Regions from separate parts of the Mus musculus genome. Here regions 1, 2 and 3 are each linked to region 4. The links are chromatin contacts, called in public HiCAR-type and promoter capture Hi-C maps. All regions are on one chromosome and are shown on one strand. The core of a region is the stretch at or near the end of the contact, and the rest is flanking DNA. Distances in the headings are between cores, read along the strand shown. Region 1 holds the start of Tmem117 (transmembrane protein 117). Region 2 holds the start of Pdzrn4 (PDZ domain containing RING finger 4). Region 3 holds the start of Cntn1 (contactin 1). Region 4 holds the start of Prickle1 (prickle planar cell polarity protein 1).

What was found. Promoter capture Hi-C pulls out the DNA fragments that hold promoters and counts their contacts. HiCAR-type assays count read pairs that join an accessible place to other places.
Region 1: a contact with region 4 is called in a promoter capture Hi-C map of liver, with 6 times the contacts expected there. The contact joins the promoter of Tmem117 here to the promoter of Prickle1 in region 4. A contact is called at or near these places in 5 of 39 promoter capture datasets (the C10 cell line, hippocampal neurons, liver and 2 more), 1 of 484 Hi-C or Micro-C datasets (cortical neurons) and 1 of 115 datasets of contacts at active chromatin or transcription factors (astrocytes).
Region 2: a promoter capture Hi-C map of embryonic stem cells shows a contact between it and region 4, with 5 times the contacts expected there. The contact joins the promoter of Pdzrn4 here to the promoter of Prickle1 in region 4. A contact is called at or near these places in 3 of 39 promoter capture datasets (the C10 cell line, embryonic stem cells and pre-B cells) and 1 of 484 Hi-C or Micro-C datasets (embryonic stem cells).
Region 3: a HiCAR-type map of astrocytes shows a contact between it and region 4, with 2.3 times the contacts expected there. The contact joins the promoter of Cntn1 here to the promoter of Prickle1 in region 4.

What each region holds. Positions count from the first base shown.
Region 1 is chr15:94,625,425-94,630,460 of GRCm38.p6, forward strand. Tmem117 (transmembrane protein 117) reads left to right here and starts at 3,761. Exons shown (of 8, transcript NM_178789.4): 1 at 3,761-3,878.
Region 2 is chr15:92,395,162-92,400,256 of GRCm38.p6, forward strand. Pdzrn4 (PDZ domain containing RING finger 4) reads left to right here and starts at 1,649. Exons shown (of 10, transcript NM_001164593.1): 1 at 1,649-2,344; 2 at 4,586-4,672. The coding sequence starts at 1,754.
Region 3 is chr15:92,048,850-92,053,755 of GRCm38.p6, forward strand. Cntn1 (contactin 1) reads left to right here and starts at 2,316. Exons shown (of 24, transcript NM_001159648.1): 1 at 2,316-2,474.
Region 4 is chr15:93,592,762-93,598,118 of GRCm38.p6, forward strand. It overlaps Prickle1 (prickle planar cell polarity protein 1), which reads right to left and starts at 3,141. Exons shown (of 8, transcript NM_001033217.5): 1 at 2,933-3,141.

The DNA of each region.
Region 1 (5,036 bases), core at 2,511-5,010, 1.0 Mb after region 4:
TCTGGGGCTTGCTGGTGGCTACCACCATAACGTTACCTCTGTGTATCATCCTTGTCTCCTCCCATACCTAATCCTGACCCCCCCTTTCTTGCTCCCTGTCCTTTCTTCCTCCCAAGTCCCATCCTCTACCTCCCTTGAGTATTTTGTTCCCCTTCTAAGAAGGACGGAAGCATCCACATTTTGGTCTTCCTTCTTCTTGAGCTTCATATGGGTTGTGAATTGTATCTTTGGGTATTCCAAGTTTTGGGGCTAATATCCACTTATCAGTGAGTGCATACCATGTGTGTTCTTTTGTTACTGGGTTACCTCACTCGGGATAATATTTTGTTTCCCTCCTTTTTAACCTTTGCTTTTCAGTCCCTGCCCAGCCTATTGGATAATGGCACTCACGTTTAGGTTCCCCCTTTGCTACTGCCCCATGTGCCAACGTATATGGAATTCTCACAAAGTTACCAGTAAGTGTTCTCTTCTGGGCAGCTCCCAGTCCTGTAAGTTTTCAAGCAAACTTTACCATCATGAGGACATCAGTCCTTATCCCAACTCTGCCTTCAACGGTGGCCAACTTACTAAACTTATATCTAGAATGCATGGTGCTGTTAATCCTGGAATTTGGTTGGAAGGATGGGCAATCTGAAGCAATGCCATCTTGGATTCTCTTGTAAACTCTGAGCCATATTGCCTTTGCACCCCAGTGATGACCAACACTTTTGGAAGGGGCTACTGTGTAGTCTCCTTGTCTATGGCCCTTCGTCTTTACTCTCCAGACCTTCTCTCTTTAACAATCACTGCTTATACTTAATCGTTTTGACTCTGAGGAAAGTCTTGACAGGAAGGAAGACTAGCATTCATTGAGCACCTACTGTTTAGCCAATGCTAGAGGTATTTTATGCACGTGAGGTCAGGCAAAACTCCTGACTGCATCTATGAGGGATAGAATCAGAGTAAATACGGAGGACAGTGGTCTTTGTTCTCAGTAGGACCTGCTCTTAAATAGGCCGTTAAATCCCTGTCAAGTTTGACCATTTCAGCATTTCAGTGGTAAAGAAAGACAAAACCGGGGGATTTCTGTTGAAGCATTTTGCCTCGGGCTATTGCTAGGAAGTGGCAACATCAGAATCCACGGCAACATTCTGCACTCCAGGTCTGACTGTGCAACCCTCACGCTCCCTGATAGATGGAGAAGGTATATGAGAGGCTGAAAGCATGGTGGCTTTCTAGTCCTTGCTCTTTTTGTCTTGAGATCTGGAGTGAACTGCTGGGCTCTGCTCACGAACGTAACCAGGGGGCAACTATGCCTCATGCAGTTGCCACACATAGTCAGAGAGCCAATAAGTCGAGCTTTTTTTTTTTTTTCCGAGACAGGGTTTCTCTGTGTAGCCCTGGCTGTCCTGGAACTCACTCTGTAGACCAGGTTGGTCTCGAACTCAGAAATCCGCCTGCCTCTGCCTCCCGAGTGCTGGGATTAAAGGCGTGTCCCACCACGCCCAGCTTAAGTCGAGTTTTTATATCTATAATTCACCCAGTAGGACCCAAGCCAAATGCTGTGTTGCCAGGTCTCTGAATGAGGCTAACCCAGAGCATCTAGATGGCTGCCCAAGTAAAGCCTGTTAGCTTCTGGGAGGAGGTAAAGATGGGGTGCTCGTACTAAGGTTGTCTCAGGCCTTCTCCTTGACGTGGCTGGCTGGAGAACGGAACCCCAGACGCCCAAGCATATTCCTTAAGTTACTACTAGATAGGGAATGGTCTAGAGGTAAAGGTGACAAACTGGAAACCGAGGCCAGGGAAAGCCGAATTTTCAAGTTTGGACTTACTGAACAGTCTTTGAAGCAGAGATCCAGGAAAATACGACATACAGAGTACACATGAAAACAGTTACACCGTTTAATACCTGTTTGGGGGAAAAGAATCCTAATTATAATAGTAAGAGTGCAGTAGAGTCTGAGAATTCATCGGAGAAAGTAATCTCTAACTCACTGAAGGATTCCTGGAGTTCACTGGGTATTAAGGGGGGAATGGTAAGATTTTGTCTCTGCCCCCAGGCAGCTCAAAGAATGGTGGTGGTGGTGGTGGTGGTGGTGGTGGTGGTGGAGAGTTAAGATAAACTGGAAAAAAAAAAGTAAAAACCAAATATCACAGTGAAATGCACAGAATGCTGACATAGGATGCACACAAGGAAATTTGTAGACACACCATGAAAGAGACTTGCTAAGCCACAGTTTCCAGAAAATAAACTATGACCACTGTCACTTGCAAAAATGTGAAGCCAGCAGGAGGGACAGCAGAGCCCCCTAGGACTTGCTCTCCATGGCCACTTCAAGTCCGCAGATATCGCAGCTGCCTCTGCTTCCTAAAACTCACTTCTGAATCCTCAGTCCAGCCAGGAAAAGGGTTGCCCTGGCCTTCCTAAATGTGCTGCTGTTGGCACCCAAGAATGATCTCCTTTTCCATTCCACAGTACAGACTGTGATCATTCCCATTAGCACCAGCTGTCAGTATGCAGTAGCTAGCTATGTGCATGCTGGATATAGCAACGTTTAACACATTAAAGCAGCCAGCAAGCTGAGGTAGCGGTTGCTATTAGGGGCTGAGTAAGCAGCAGACATGAGGAAAGAGAGGGGTTCCTTAGGCCAAGTCAAAGGTTCCTCCTGACACATGCTGCAGAGAACTAGACAACCCACACCAATGACAAGCATTGGGGAGATGTGCTTATGTGTACATGTGTGCATGAGTGTATGTGTGCTCACGTATTTGTGCAATGTATACATTATCGTATATTTGTATTTATGTGTGCGTGTATGTATCTATGTACACACACTATTTCTGTACAGACAACTATCTATATATGCATATATACAGAGACACAGCCATGTACCAATCTGTCTATATGGGCACACATATTTACATATATGCATATGTGTGCATCTATATATACATACACATATATGTATGTATACGCACATAAGTGAAGATATATGCACAAATACACATAAATATATATGCATATACACATATAAATTTACATATGTACAGACACACACAGAGATACACACACATATATATGCATATACACACAGACACAGACACACACACATGTATGTATGTGTACATGCATATGTGAATATATATACATCCATACACAAATATATATGCATATACACACATAAATTTACATATACACAGACACACAGAGATACACACACATGTGCGTATACCCATACATATACACAAGACACATAAATATATATGCATATACACATATAAATTTACATATACACAGACACACACAGAGATACACACACATATATATGCATATACATATATATATGTGTATATATATACACACACACACACACACACACACACACACACAGACACACACACAGACACACATAGACCGACATACAGACACACACAGGCACAGACCCTCTGCCCACCCCCACCCTTCACACAGCCGCAGGCAGGGATGCTGTGTGACCGAGGTCGCCTTAGAAAGTTAGCGGTCCCAGCTGCTGGCAGGCGCAGGTTCCCCGCAGGGTGCTGCTGATGCGGTTCCAGCAGGCCATGGCCGGGTGGCGCTCTCCCTAGGCCGCCGCAGCGCCCCTGCCCTGCTGTGCCCTGCCGTGCCCTGCCGTGCCCTGCCCCGCCCCGCCCGGTCCGGTCCGGTCTGGCTCCGCAGAGGCGCGGCAGGCGGGCGGGCGTGGCGGCATGTGCCCGGCGCGGTCCGGGGCCGACTCTGCGGCGCGGCGGGAGCGGCGAGGGCGGCCAGCGTAGGCGGCGGCGTGGGCCGCGGTATTTATAGCCAGGTGACAGCAGCGCGCCGCGGCCCGTGTCGCCGCTCGTCCTGCGTCCGCCGCGGTGGCCGAGCCGCGCGCCCTCCGGTGAGTACGCGGCGGCCCGCAGCCCTCGGCCCGCAGTCCCGGGCGCACAGGCAGGCCGGATCCCCGCAGCCCCGCAGCCCCGCGTGCCCCCGGGCCGGGGACGCGGGAGCCGGCCGGGGACCGAGCCAGCCGAGGCTCCGGGGGACCGGCCGCGGGCAGCCCGAACTTTCCCGCTCCACCGATTCCGGGGCGCAGGGACCCAAGCCCCCGGCTGCCTGCCTGCCGGGGAAAGGAACAGGTTGCATTTCCTCCGTGTCCTTTCGGGAAGGAAATGGGAAGGCCTGTGTGTTTGCGAACTCCATCGTGACTGAATTAAAAAAACTAGTTTTCCATTTCTATTTTGAAAAATACCACAGGCCCGCGGCTGTGTGTGACCCGTGAGAGAACATCTAGCCTGCTATGATTCATTCTACCCTCTGTGGAACATCGGTGTGTGTGTGTGTGTGTGTGTGTGTGTGTGTGTGTGTGTGTGTGTGTTTGTGTGTGTGTGATACTTACCTTGATATTAGTGTATGGACACAAAGAACAAAGTGAGTTGAAGTATGTAAAATATGAGGTACCCCCACCTCAGTCTTGGAAGCTTTTATGGTTTGATTTGCATTCTGTAGCAAGTTGTAATTTACTGAATATAGTGGTAAAATCTATGTAAAAACTATTTCTGTTGTATCTATCATCCATCCATCCATTGATTGATCAATCAATCGATCCATCTGGATATAGTATCTTTCTATTCCCTCAACCTTTGTAGTTTAAGAGCAACTGGGGATTTTGACTCAGCCGTTCGCCACTGCTTGCTCTCCCATTCTCCATATAATTCTTGTGATTAAAAAAAAAAGTACCCATCAGTTTTTCTTAATTTGCTTTAAACTGCCAGTCACTTAAAAGGTAACTCCGGGCTTGAATGAACTTTAATCAGCCCGTTGAGTTTTGTTGTCTTGGAGTAAGACCTCAACAAGCAAATGGCCCGAAGGGCAGTCTGTGCTTTCTTAAAGGGTCAGTCCAATGGTCACGTCTCCACTTTATAACCCAATAGGACGGGCTGGTCCCCACCTCACCATTACACTGGGATGCTGTCTTTCTGGAAGACCTTCAAACCAACTTCACTCTTCGCTTCTGGGTTAAAAAGCTTGCTTATCGATGTCCCAAGGTCTGCAAGGA
Region 2 (5,095 bases), core at 399-2,898, 1.2 Mb before region 4:
CCTCTTTTCCTAGTAACCTTTTTTTCCCTCTCCTACCTCCAGTCAGTAGGCTAGAAGGGAAGTTGATGTGTTTAAGAACTCTAAATAAAATCGGCCTTAAAAAAATTAAGACTACATAGATGTGTAGAACATATACAATATAGCTTTTTTATTTTGACAAAAACAAAAAGAATATTTCAGATATCTGGAACATCACTTCAAGGTTTCCTTGGCTCTCAACAGCTCTCAGAAGGTTCTGATTGGAAGCTATTTGCCATTATTATCACCAAGTCTGGATTTGTTTGTACTGATGCTCTTCACAGCCTTCCACGAACAGCACCCAGCTGGCAAGGAGGGTGATTAATTTAAGAATCCTCATCCCAAGCATCTCGCATGGTTTCTGGTTAACGGCGGTAAACCACGTGCTTATATCCCGGTGTTACCTGGTGTTATGGGCTCTTTGTGTTCTTAAGTTTCGGGAGAAGGCGATGGCCCTGGAAGGTCCCCTATGTTTTCAGGAAGGCAGGCCACACACCGAAGGACAAACTAGAAGGGATTTGGAATTTGGAATGATTCTCTTCTGTTTGAGTAAAGAGAGGCTTCTAACCGGGCCGGGGTGGCGCATGCCTTTAATCCCAGCACTCGAGAGGTAGAGGCAGGTGGATTTCTGCGTTAGAGGCCAGCCTGGTCTACCGGGTGAGTTCCAGGACAGCCAGGGCTATGCAGAGAAACCGTGCCTCTTTTGTTCATGATTATCACTTTGTTGTTGTTGTTGTTGTTGTTGTTTTCTTCCAGGTGCTCAAAAGGCCATACCCCGTGCCCAATAGTAAAATGTTTCTCATAGCCCATTCCCAGTAGTGAAATACTTCTCAAAGTGGAAAATACAGAGCGTGACAATTCTCTGAACTGGGAGGCAAGCTGCAGTTAATGAAACCTTAGTCTTTTCACCTGGCGGAAGGGAGGGAGGCTGCTCATTGCCTTCCCCCACAGCAAGAAAAAAGTGCCCCAGGCAGACAACTGGCCTGTCCCCAACCCTCACTGCTGGTTCAGAGATCACCCTTTGCTACAATCACCTGATTTCCATATCTTGATTTGAGAAGCCTGGCTCTGGGGATGATTTCCTACGTGTTTTTTTTTTTTGTTTTGTTTTTTGTTTTTTGTTTTTTGTTTTTTGTTTTTTTGTTTTTTTTCCAGCGCGGAAGCTTTAGAGTCAGAGTTCTTAGTTGACGTTTTGTTTGTTTTTTGTTTTAGTTACCTCCCTTGAAAGAACAAAAGTGTATTCATCACTTCAAACTTTTTTTCTTTCTAACTAAGGATTTGCCTGACACAAGATCCTGATCCCTGGAATGTTCCACCCTGGTAGACTTTAACATTCTCAGTATCAATGCTTTGCCCATGGCCAGCTGTACCCAGACAAAGCACCCTGGGGGACTCAAGTTCTAGACTCAGAGAAAGAATAAAGCTGGCCCAAACACTACTGTAAACAAGCCTCCCTCTCAAGGATAAACTTGAAAGACCGTGCATTACAAAGCCATAAAGAAGTGGGTAATGGGGAAGGGTTCACTCAGGTGGCTTCAATGAGCTTCAATACAGAGAAGTCAGGACCTAGCCACAGCTTTGAAACTCCAAGCCAAACTTATTCTGAGCTCACACACAAACCTCCCCCCTCAAAGAGCTCAGCAGCGGTAAGACCGCTGGCCCTGGCGCAGCTTGGGGGTGATTGAAAGAAGAAGCGGGGACACCCCTTTTGGCTCTCCTCCCTCCCACCACTAGCATGGGCTTCGCTTTGGAGCGTCTCGCGGAAGCCGTGGACCCCGCTTTCCAGTGCCAGCTACTGTGTGGCCAGGTACTGGAGGAGCCCGCGTGCACGCCTTGCGGGCACGTCTTCTGCGCCAGCTGCCTGCTGCCCTGGGCGGCGGGGAGACGCTGGTGCCCGCTGCAGTGCCAGCCGCTGGCGCCGGGCGAGCTGTACCGGGTGCTGCCGCTGCGCAGCCTGGTCCAGCAACTGCGCGTGCAGTGCAACTACAGCGGACAGGGCTGTGGCCACAGGGGCGACTGCGGGTGCTGGCAGTGCACATCCAGCGCTGCGCCTTCGGCCCTGCCAGCGGCTGTGACAGCCACTGCCCAGGCGGCTGCGGAGGCGGCGGGGAGGAAAAGCACCCGGCGACCAAGACCTGCTGGAGTGGGGACGCGCGTGAGGGGCCACCCGGACCTGGAGGTCGGCCTCTGGTTGTCGCCTGCTGTCGGGGTGGGGAAGACGCGGCGGGCGCAGGTCAGCTTGTTGCAGCGCAGGTATCAGGAGAAGTTGGCTCTGTACATGGCGCACACGCGCAACTTCGTCGGGAACCCGGGAGGCCGCGGCCAGGTAAGCCCAGGGGAATGAACCCCAGAGCACGGTTGGGATGGGAAGGGGAGCGTCTTCCCGACTGTTGAGGACTCCTTATGGAGGTGCCATCCCTTTTTCAGAGCTGCATCTGATTATGCTCTGCCACCTTCATCTGCATCGCTGCCCCAGAAACACCGTTTAGGATTAAGGGAGTCAAACTCAACTTCTCCAGGAGGAGAAATTGAGTGAACTCTTTTCCCATCCACACTCTGTTCTCATCTTCCACTCCCCTGCTCACCTAAGCTGCCCATCTTTCGCGTCCTTGGCCTGTGCCTGGAGCAAATTCTATAAGTAAACCGGTTAATTGGCTGTGAGAGACTTATTTTCTCTGCCAAAATATGCCTATCAGTTAACTACCCACCCTTTCCTCAGCTCAGGGGCCTCGAGGGATGGTGGTGACAGAGATACCGACCTTCCCTGTTGATTCCTCTCTCCTGACCTCACGAGACCTTATTGGTGGCCAGTGTGCCTGTTATTACCTGGGGACCTGTCCCAGGACAAGAACAAAGGCCTGAAGTCACAGTGCCTCCTTGAGTACCTGGCAGAGGCAGCTGTCTTCCCTACTTCATGGAAGGGGCTAGTCCTGAGCTGCGAGCTGCAGCCTGGGTAGAGAGACGTGTTTATCAGCTGTCTTCAGTTGGTGTTTGACTTGAACGGTCTCTGGCAGAGCAAGCAAGATTTGACAGAACTTGTACCCCCTACTCAAGTGCTGTTTTCACTTCTTCTACACGCCCCCCCCCACACACACCCCCCCGGGGAGGAGCAAGAGAGGGCTTCCGTTTGGGACTGGTTGCTTAGATCTGCCTCCCACCCTGGCCCTCTGTTTTAACCTTCCTACCCCTAGTCTGAAAAACAATGTGAGAGAAGCTGCTCTGATTATACGATGCACATGGAGCATACTTGGGTAAAAATGCCGTTGCATAACACAGCACCTTGTGCAGTTAGTTAATGGAGAGAATAAAAATTAAAAAGACTGGAGGCTACATGAGTTCCCTAGTCTGCTTGTGTATAGGATAATCTTCATTCCAATGGATGAGCTAGAGAAAAGCACACACGTTTGCTATGCACTGCCAGTCCATGATTCAATGCTGGCTGAAAGGAGCAACCGTTAGAATTACAGAATAAAGAACTAACTACAGCATCCCACCAAACTGTGCTTCTATGCCAGGGCTGTCCTATGCTGCAACCCTTTAATACCTCATGTTGTGGTGACCCGCAACCATAAAATTATTTTGCTACATCATAACTGTAATTTTGCTACTGTTATGAATCATAATGTAAATATCTGATAATGTGATTCCAGCAAAGGGGTTGCAACCCATAGATTGAGAACCACTGTTCTGTGCCTTGCCTTGTGGATTCATCATCAAATGCTGCTCTCCAAGGGTTGTGCTTTCTGCTGCCTCAAGGGGCTGCTGTGGGCTCTGGGAAAGCTCTTGAGGGGTGGGGCGAGGGGGGAGCAAGGTAGCAGTGGGGATGCAGTCGGTTTTCAATCCCTGCATCAGATGTGACTCCAGGTGTTTCAGTCCCTCAGAACAGTTAAGGTCTCTAATGGTGACTACAGAGCATCTTGTCTGGCTACTTCAGTGCCTGTTTAAATCAGTCTTTGCTAACAAACAGGTGGCTGTATAATTTATATTTGTTTAAATATTACTGTATCACTGGGAAAGAAATACATACTATTTACCAAGCAAACTTCTTTTATTTTTACTCTGTGAGAATTATGACAAACCTAATAGAGAGGCTATTTAAAATCAAGATGGCTGCCTTCCAGTAGACCCTGCATTACAGGGCCAGCCTGAACGTTGCTGCCGAAGGGACTTTATAAATAGCTCAGTGATTTTTTCAAACTCTACAGTGAAAATTTACATTAAAAAAATGTTTCTGAGATCCACTGACAACTTGTTTTACTTTTCTGTCATACAAAGTTTAAAAATAAAAAGCCCTGCCTGGTGAAGCCTGGACATCTGTTTGCAGTTAAGGTGGAGTCAGAGCGGGATACTCCCTGTGTGAAGTGCAAATCCATGTAGTTATTTGGAAACCCCCTTCTGCTCACAGGCGCAGCAGTTTTCTTCAAATACAGGCTTTAAAGTGTGATTAAGGAGAAAGCTGACTGAGTCAAGCATCCTTACGAGTCTTCTCTATTAACAGTACAGTGTCTTATATTGTTTTCTCATTTTTTTTCTTATTTATCCAGTTTTTTTTTGCTCTTTCACTTAGGATGGAGAGCAGAAGCCGTTCACTGTTGTGTTGGAAAGAGAAGATGACACTTTGGGATTCAACATAATAGGAGGCCGCCCATATCAGGTGACTACTTTGTTAATGCAGTGTTCTGCATATGAAGTAGACTAGGACTCAGACAAACAAGGGGTATGATCCTTAAAAGGATGTTTGGGCCCAAAGACCAGATTTTTTTTTTCTTTCAAGATTTATTTATTTATTTATTTATTTAATGTATGTGAATACACTGCTGCTTTCTTCAGACAGCACCAGAAGAGGGCATCAGATCTCATTTGCAGATGGTTGCATGTGGATGCTGGGAATTGAACTCAGGACCTCTGGAAGAGCAGTCAGTGCTCTTAACCACTGAGCCATCTCTCCAGCCCCCAAACTAGACTCTTAATGGAGATCTAGTACATACTCAGATTTTTTGTTATGAGATAATTTGAAAACAAAACACTCCACAGTTGATCATCTCGATTCCCTCAGCTACAGCGGTAAAGGGAGGGA
Region 3 (4,906 bases), core at 1,066-3,565, 1.5 Mb before region 4:
GGGTGCTTTCACACATTTTGTAAATATGGGGAAATGAATATACCAATGTAATTGTTTTGAAAAAAAAACCATCAATAAGAAGATGATTCAGGGAGGAGAAAGGGAGGGAGCTGGACACGGCCCATACCAGATAAATTTATGTAGTGGAAAAAAAATAATGATTGTTTGGTCTTACAAGCTGAGCTCTATTTGTGTCTAGATGTTCACTGGAGCAAGTATTTAGTCCTGTTGCGCATCTATTAGGATTAAGCTCGGAATTGTAACAGCACAGATCCCAGAGTACGTGAAATTGGTTTGGCAAAGAGCAAAGTGCTGTGCAGCAGGCATTGCTAGCGTTCCTGTGCAAATAGAAACATAGGTGTGCCGTGAACAGGCGCACAGACTTTGCTCTCTGAGGAGAGCTGTTACAAAAACCCGGCGAGAGTACCTTATTTGAAAATAAATACGCCTGGTGAGATAGAAATAATCTGAATGCAATTAATAACTCTTTGTGTGCATGCACACACATGTTTATGAGGTCAGGAAATACACAACCAGCAGTATGTGCTTAGAAAGAAATAACCTCCAAAAAAGCCAGTTTATCCTTGCTTGCCCGTAACGCATCTATAATGCTAATACTTGTTCAGTGAAGAACGAAGGGATAAGAAGAGGAAATGGTGGAGTTTTTAGTAGTCTGCTCATTGACTGTTGCAATGCTCATGAAACTGAATATTCAGTATTTTTTCCCCTTTCATTCTATGCTTTCTCCTCCCAGAGGAGAGTGTATTGGAAGGCAGCACAAAGCCCAGGTAGTTTAGATTTATTGAACAATCAAGAGATACTAACATTGAAAACTCATTCCCTACTAGGCTGTTTGCTAATTTTTGTCCTGCCAGGCTCCCGTTCCGAGTTCTGCATCTCATTGCTGCTCAGCTTTGTTACAGGGCAGAAAATATGGATGGCACAGGACAAGCGCACTGTAATCCAGGAATTTGGTGCAGTTCAGTAGGAAAACTGGAGTGTGTATTAAAGGAAGAAGATAGAAAGCTAGCAGGCATGTTATGGGGGGGTGGGCAGGGAACAACTCAGGAGCTGTTGATACTTTGTAGCAATTGCAAGACTATCTCTGGCAAACAGATCGAATCAATTGTTCCTTGTATATTACACCCCCCCCTCCTCTTCTGTAAAGACTGAGTCTTACAGTGCTGTAAAGAGAATACAGCAAGATGGACCCGATGGTATTAAAAATCTGAGCACTGACCATCTGCACTTAGCTTTGGGTAGCATCAGCCTTCTCTTTGGTCCAGGAGGCTGGTCTTTTACCAACCCATCCATGTACATTCATTCTTTCTTATGTTCAGCATGCGTTAAGATGGTTAAGTTACCTAGCTAGAAGACAAATGGAGCTCTTTGGAAGAAGTGGGTGTCTTCTTTCCTCAATAGGTCCTGAGAGAACACACTACTCCAATTTTATTTACAGTTCTCCTTGGTCTTTCGCTAAGGAGTCCCTCAGATATAGCTTTCTGGTTCCACCTGGATAGATAGCAGAGGTGACACTTGAGCACAAAGGCATTTTGCCCTCTTAAAAAACAGACTTAGGTTCACCCAGCTGTCTGGTTTCATATACCCCCCCCCCCCCCCCCACAACTTGAGCATGTGAGAGACTGGTTATCGATCAGTATTGTGCCATTACTTTAAATAAACACTTGTCACCCACGGAATTGCCCATGGCAAATGTCTCAGTTTGCTTTACTCTGAACGTTTATTTTATAGCATTTTCCCCCATTTTAAATACAGGACCCTATGTAAGCAAATTTTGGTTAAATGGTATATAGAGTTTCTACAATTTTTGCTCTGAGGAAATCTTTCATGACCTATGTGGTCAATGATAGGCAACTGCAAAGGAACAAAATCACCATTTCTGATTTGACTGCGATTTCTTTCCGCTTAATTGTGCATCCCGTTTTCTGTTTCTTCACTGAAGTCCACGTTCATACTGAGCATTTTTTTTTGCCTCTGCTGGTGCCCCTGGTTGAATCTCCAGGAGCAGAGAATCTCTTTTAAAAGTTCCAGAGATCTGGCTTTGGCAGATCCTCCCTCCCTCTTGGAACCTTTAATGGTAGTTTCTAAGGGTAGTTTCCCTTCTCAGAGGCCCTCTGACCCAGAAGCAGAAGGTTTTCAATCCGCGGACTACAAGGACTCTTCGCTGGTGGGCTCAGAAGCTAAGAGTCAGTCCACAGAAACCCTAGAGTTGAGAATGACATCTCCTCTGTCCAATCAAAGGTGCAAGTTTCCCTCCGGTCCCCGCCTCCTCTCCCCGCGGCCCCAATAACTGCACTCTGAGGCCCCGGCTACTGCTGTCAAGTAGCTAGGGTGGGCTCCGCCTAAGCGAGGAGTGGCGCTGGGCTGGTGGGAGATGCGCTCCCAGCTGTTTGCAGCGGGAGCGGGAAAGCTGTAGGGCCAGGCAGCGAGGAGGCGACAGGAGTGGGGAACAGGTAGGAGGCAGGCTCGCCCTTCTGCAGAGCACAGGGAACGCGTGCTTCCCTGAGGCCACCCAGCCCCTGCCCCGCCCTGGTTACCCCGGCTCCCGGGGTCGCTGTAGCTGTCACCGCGACACCTATGACACCAATCAGAAGATGGGATGGAGGGGGTGGTGATGGTCTGGATGCTGGAGCCGGGGTGATGCACCGGGAAGGGTTGCTGAAAGGGGCCCCAAGGGGCACTGCGTCTGGGCAACTTTCCTCGCAGACGCAGCAGCTTGCTGCGGGGTCAGGCCTGGGGTTTGCCCTGTCGATGAGGTTGGGGGCTGGGGTCGCAGACGTGCCAGCTGCAGGAGCCGCGGGTCCTGTGAGCTCTTCAACTGCTCCGCATGCGGGGCGCCGCCTGCTCCCCTCCCCCGCACCTGCGGGGTACCCTCCAGCACAGCGCTGGCTGCCGGTGATGGCCATGAGGAAGGCAGGGGCTTGTACTTCCCCTGGCTAAAAACCAGCTCCCTTAGGGCTTGGTGACTGGGGAGAATCTCCGCATTTTCTGATGTATCCAATCTGAGGGAAAGCCAACGTACCTCCTCCACAAGGTTCTGCGGATTGGGCAGGGCAGAAAGGCAGTTTCCCACCGGCCTCGCTGTTTCCTACGGGGAACTACCACTTCATCTAATCAAGTGGCTGTGTCAGGATGAGCTCCAAAGCATCCTCCCTGGGTGACCGCATTTGGGCACTGGGTGTTGGCCCAGTGCCGATTCCTGCTGGAATCAGATTGCTGGTAGCAGTAGGGAGAAGAATTGCAGGGAAATCAGATACCCTGCTGGGAAAAATCCTGGGGGGAAAATAGGAATGGTGGGAAAGAAGCAAGAAGTGAGAGGTGTAGCCATTTCTGGCTGTCCTTTTTCTCCCCCCATGCCAAATCCAGCATGGGCATCAGTATGTGTGCCTGTGTGTGCACATCTCCAAGGTGGAGGAGCTATATATAGCTCCTGCGCAGCCAGCCGGTTTCTTTGCTGCTGAGCAGGCTGCCTTGGTCTTCTCAAGCAATCTGCAAGCACGGGGTGGGAGGGGTAAAATAGAATCAGATTCTTCATTGGGGGGGCGGGGGGGAAGCCAGGGAAGAGAGAAACTCAGAGTAACAACCCCCTCCCTACCTTCACACTCGGGATAACGTTTCTGTAGCTTACAGAAAGGGATGTATTCCAAAATTATTATTATTTTGAATGGATTTCTGGGTTTTATCCCACGTTTTTCGGATTCATGGTGCATATCGACCATTGCAGCTTGAAGTATATAAAGGCATCACATTAGTATATATCATATCTACAATAGTTTATTAATTCACTGGTGCACAATATTGTGCGCATGCTTGTATATCTTGGCTATTTGGAAATAAATTTATCTGTGTGGTAACTTGTAGCTAGCTACTCTCTGGGGTCTGGAAAGGACCCACCCACTTTTCAGGATGCAGGATTGTGGAACTGGTATGACCATCTGAGATAGTTTTGATGTAGTTCCTTGGACGCATCTTTCTTGTGGCTTATATAAATTTGTGCCGACATGATATTTCAGACGTATTTGTATTGCATGGACCTTCCTTTTATAAATGTTTGTACATTTATTTTTTTTTCCGTAAATTCAAAAAAAAATTGAGATTCAGGAGGAACAAATAGTGGGCTTAAAATCTGTCACAAATCTCAACTCTACTATTACTAAAGTCTACTGTGCATTCCTCTTCAAATATAAGACTCTGCAGTTTTCCGTAATTATTAGTCCCTGTAATAAATTTAAATAGTGTTGATATCAGCAAAAATATGTGCTGGGGTAACTTTTTTCTTTATATGCTTCAGAATTAATTTCTGAACTCCTAGATATTCTAATATATCAGAGGGGAGCTGGTGTTGAATTTGCCACCCCAACTGCCTGATTATCTGATTTGGGGAGTGTTTCATTCTTAGTTTTACTCTCATGGTATTCCAGGAAAGAATAACAGAGTTGGCATCTAGGTTTGTCAGGAAGCTTTTCTTAAATATCTGAGCATGTTTGCACTGTGGGAGTGGGAACACAGTTGACTGTGAATAAGCAGAGCTACTACTGATTATTATACAGAATCCACATTTATCAACTACATGCCGTTTTTAAAGCTACAACCTGGATCGCCTTGGACGATAATACAAGTGGAAACCTTGTCCATCACACTTAGTCTTATGTGGTTAACCTTATGTAGTACTTGTTTCATTATCTAGCTAGACAAAGAAATGCATTTCTGAAAAAAGGTTTTACTAATTATTTTTTTTTTTTTTTGAGAAAACTAGACTTTCCTAGAAAAAGGGAACCCCAGTTGAAAAATCACCATTCTCACTATCTTAGTCAGGGTTTCTATTCCTGCAGACAATATCATGACCAGGAAGCAAGTTAGGGAGGAAAGGGTTTATTCAGCTTAC
Region 4 (5,357 bases), core at 1,891-4,390:
AAGTCTCTCACAGAGCTAGAACTTGCTGATGGTTTATGCTGGCTGGCCTGAGAGCAAGCTCTGGTCCCTCCTGCCCTGCGACCCTGGTTGCTGATAAGCATAGGTGACCACACCCAGTTTTGTACATGGGTCCTGGGGATCTGAACTGAGGCCTTCATCTTTGCAGAACAAATACTTTCCCAACCGAGCCATCTCTCCAGAACCCCATTTTGCTTTTTGGAATTCTACTTCTTTAAAATGGAAGATTTGTCCATTATAAACGACTTGGTTCAGGGAATTGAATGCTGTAATTAAAAGATCAGCAAACATAACCCTGATCAGACAGACAGTTCAAAAATACAGGGTAGGGTAGGAGTTACTAAGAGTTCTAAGAGTTACTTGATGGTAAATAATTTTTAAAGAGTCTTCATTCTATTTCTCCAGCCTTAGGAATGTCACTGGGGCGGGGCTCACCCATGGTGACCAGCACTTGCCCAGGTTAGCCCACTGGTACAGCAAAGTCATCACTTTGCAGAACTTAGCCTTTTTGTGCGCTACTGACAAGTTACTGTGGACTTTAAAAGAGATTATCTAATCATAATATTTCACAAATTTACGTCCCAGCTCACTTTTGAAATTCCCTGAGGAAACTGTAAAATTTAACTCCGTTTTTTAGGGCCAACTCAATCATATTCCAGCTGTTAACTGCAAACTTTTTTTTTTTTCTTCCTAGCTTGTATTAGGTGTTCCTTTCATAACCCAAGCTGACTCATTACAGCCAAGAGTGAACCCATGGTCTTTGGTTATAAAAAAAAAAATAATAAAGTCAACCCTTTAAGCTTCATTGGGCAGAACTGGTTGATTTGTCACTTTAGTGACATATAGCAGTTTTCTCTTCAAAAGAGTCCATGAATCAACAGGCTCACTCCGTGGTAACTCTCTAACTAGAACTAAATTAAGAATGAAAAAAAATTAAATTACTAAACTCATTCACTCATATCAGCCTGTCCATCTTTAGACATCATTCTGCGTACCCCCTCCCCTCCCCCAACTGCCCTTCCTTTCTAGGGCCTATTTAGAAACATGAGAATTCATTCACAAGTCATAATTATTATTTCAAATTATCAGTAAGTATGCTATCTCTTAACTGAGGGCAACACATCCATTTATTTCTAGTGCCTTTTGTGTATAGCCCTTGCAGTGTTAACCTTTAAATCTTTAGTATAAACATTTCTGGACGCGCTTATAAAATATCCCGACTCCCTGGTTGATGGCATTTAGGGCTCTCTGGTACCAGCAGGTGTTATATTTTTCTTTCTTCCGGCTCCAGCTGGCTCCAGTGATAGATTCTTGTTCCAGCCACCTAGGCTAGGACCACATTGGAGGCAAAATGAACCCAGCTCTACCAGACAGCAAGATAAATGGCTGTTGTTTAAGTTTTAAATCCCCTGGTGGGAGTAAATATTGTTCTAGGGAGAAAGGCTTGACAAACATTGCGTCATCCTTACGGAGCTGTCTTGATTAAAACAGAATTTTTAGATTAGGTTGGTCTTAATCTAAAAGTGTATCTATCTTGCTGTCAGGGTTTTTTTTGGTCCTCCCCCCCTTTCTATTCTAAAAACAGACATATTGTTAGGGATGGTCAAACACGGCTGACACCTCCCAAGGGGCCCGGTCCCACTCTTGGTAATAGAAGGCCTCCGAACACTGATACTTTACTGAGGATAATGGCGACAGCAAAGGCTTAGTCAGAAAAAGGCCAGTTGTCACCTAAGTGACAGGCAACAGCTGAGCTCACACATCTGGAGCTAGAGGAGGGCAAACCTTTGCAGCCCTCACTCTGTCTACACCTTGAGCCTGTCTGAAGAGACAGATGAAGTTTCTTTCGTCCGAAAGTACATTAAAAATATCTGATGGCGAACCATGTCAATTATATAACATCAGCGCAGACACTGCCTTCCCAAAGCGCTGATTAAAACCAGGCGGCAGACAGAACTGTTCAGGGACAGATAGGAGATACAATTTCATCAAGTATAATTTGTCATTCATAAAACCTACCCTAAAAGCCACAAATGCAACATTCTTTTTTTTTTTTTTTTTTTTTTTTTTTTTTTTTTTTTTTTTTTTTTTTTTTAAACAGCACAAGTGCACTTGGGCTCCGCCAGCGATTTTTACACATGCTCCTTTTAGGCCGGTTCGCGGTGCGTTCTTCTCCTTGATCCTGGCTGCAGTTCTGCCTCTGACACGTTTTAAAACCAGGAACCAAGTGCGTCAGGCTTAAGACTCTGAGTCCTACAGGGGCGGGCTGGGACTCAAAGCTGTGCCAGCCGTCCCCACGACCTCCCGGGTACACCCCCCGTCTTCAGTCTCCCGAACGCAATCTGTGGACAATTTTCCCAAAGTCCCAAAAATAACACGGCCCTGCCAATAGTCGTTGGCGATGCCGTTTGTTTTTCTTAGAGGGCAATGAAAACTCAACAGCTTTCTGCTGCATCCCGAGTCCCGCTCCTGCTAATTATTAACAGACCTAGTTTCTTCAACTTTTTCTGCCAGAAGGGAGGACGTCGCGGCTCCCCTCCTCTCCCACGGGCGAGCTGCGTGCAGAGCAGGGGTCTCCACCGAGGGCAGGCTGCGGCTGCCTCTCCAGGGCAGGCAGCCCTTCCCGGGCACGCTAGGCGCCTAGTCTCCCCGCCGACGCCAGTAGGTGACAGGCGATCCTCAGCCACTCACCCTCGCCTCCCCGATCTCGCGTGGCCGGGCTCCGGGCCATGCAGCTGGCCTCGGCGCAGGGGGAACCTGGCTGCCACGCAGCACGAGGGGGCCGTGTGCCCAGCCTCTAGGCAGCCACAGCCCAGCAGCTCTTCTCGTGCGGTCCCCGCGCTCCCAAACCGCCGGACGTCCCACCCCGCGCCGTGACAACGCGGCCCGAGCCGCGGCGCCCCTCGCCACTCACCCCACGCGCGAGAGGCGGCCGCGCGGTCCTCGGCGGTGGCGTTGAGAGCTGCGGTCCTCCGCGTCAGGCGCGCTCCCGCGTGCGCAGCCCCGGGAGCGTCCGCAGCCGGGCCCGTAGCGCTGCGGCCGCGCGGTCCAGGTCAGCGCAGGCGGCGCGGGGCTTGCAAGGTGGTGGCGGCTCCCGGGCCGCTGCTCGGCTGCAGGCGGAGTGCGCGCTCCAGTCCCGGCCGCTGCAGAGCACCCGCCCCCGGCCGTCGCGCCGGCGCCAGCGAAATCCCGGAGCGCGGACGCAGGGGATCCAGGCGGCTCTGCGCGCCCACGCGCACAGTGCGGGGCCGCGATCCCTCCCGCGAGGCAGCACCGGCCGGGCTGCGGTCTGCAGGCCCGCCAGTCTCCGCCCCGCCCCGCCTCCGATTCTGTGCCCTTTTTAATGCTGTTGCCCAGGTTCAGCCAATAATCCAGATGGATTGATTGCCAGATAGGAAAGGTGAAGGAGAGGAAAAGGCGAACCCAATTTCCTCTGATCAAACACTTTGATGGGGTCCCTATTAGGGTTCCCTTTCCTTTGGGGGCGTGTACAGAGGGCACGAGTTAATTAAACTCTGAATTCCTTCCGGAGCTCTCGCCTCTGATAAACCCACCTGGACTCGATCCTATTTTGTGTAATTCCCCAGACTGGCCTTACTTAAGTCAGCTCCACAGCCAAGGGGTGAGATTTCAGATCAGGAAGGCCAAAGTGATCGTTTCAAGGAAAAAGCCTGAGGGTTACAGCTGAGGACCCTCGAGGACCGCGGTGTCTGGGGCCAGGACCAAGTTAGCAGGGTGCACTAGATGCAGGGTCCAAAGCCTTCATTCCACCATGAGGATAATTTTTCATTGACCAAGCCACTCTCCGTGTTTTCACTGTACCCGGTTCCCAGGGCTGGGCTGGGCTGGGCTGTCAGGCTCAGTCGCCCACGGTCAACAGGGACTCTGGCTGTTTCAAAGTTCTGCCCTGACATTTGCAGGGCCCCTTAAACCTTATCCTCTTACCTTCTCTACTCCCGGATCTGTGGAATGGACACTATGATCCCATATCTCAGAGGGCAGAGCCCACTGCAGCTGGTAATGACAACTTGACATGTGTCCCTACAAAGCTGGACCTTTGTGGACCTCCCTATGTCTTCTAAACCTTCCAAGATGCTGAAAGAAGCATCCTCCAGGACGAGAAGGCTTTGAGTGTTGCGAGTAGAGAGGATGACCTTGATTGATGGATTTGTATCTCTTTGAGGATAACCAAAGCTGACCGACCATTTTAGGACTTTCTCTGGTAGCAAGCATTTTCCATTTCTTTGGTGGCGAAGCAAAGAGAGCTTCGTTAAAAATGAAGCCAATGGATTACGAAGATGTAAAGTGACGATAACTAAAGTCAAACGAGGGAGCTCCAAAGCTAGAGTCTGTTTTCCTCACCTCTTACTCCTCAGTCGGTTAACATCCTGGATGCTACTGACTGGCACAGGCTGCTGCTATTGAAACCCTCTCCCTCGTGACCCAAGCCTTTTCGCTCCTCAGCATTTCCTTGGCCTTGGCCTTTAAAGTTGTATCTCTTCATCTTGTCCGTACAAATACTTCTTTTAAGCTATAAGCATGGAGATACTAACTAACCTTTCTGCCGGAGAAAACCGGCAAAAAATTGACTCATTTCATGTCTAGACATAGTGGAAAATTAGTACTTTTAAAGGGCGAATTCTACTGTCTTTATTAACGTCTTGGATTTCTATGTTTTTTCCCCCTTAAAACTTCAAAGTACATTGGGTTTTCAAAAATTAAAAATTGAGCGATGTAGTGGGTTTATCAACACAGTCTCCTCCCTTCTGCGGCAGAGTAGGGTAGGAGAAGCTAGAGGAAAGGCTATACTGTGTAGCCTGCACTTGGACCTCCCTATTAAAAGGAGAACGTGTTCTGTATGTTATAGTATGACATGAGTGTGGTTGCAGAGGGCTTGCAGCTGTTATATCCCAGAAGCTCTCCTTAAAACTGAGCATCGATTATGAGATGTGGTGCAAACACATCATGCACGAGGATCCTCTCAAGAAGTGGTGACCTCTGTACTAGAAACAATGTACTAGAAACAAACATCTTTGTAGCCAACACTTGCTTTTCAAAGCAAGATGCTCAAGAAATGACTTGGGCAGTCCAAGGGATGGTCTGAGATGAGAGTAAACTGATTTTACATCCTAAGCCCCATCATTTACCAAACGGAGTCTAAAGGGGTGTCATTAGCATCAATGACCCTAAGTTCCTCCTTGGTAAAGAGGATGATACCCAAGTCCGAGAACTATCCAATTCCTGGGCTATTAGCCTGCAGACTTTATGGATGACGTCTCTAGATCACTTCTTTTCTCACTCATCTTCCCTTACTCCTGCCCCCATGCAAAACCCCACAA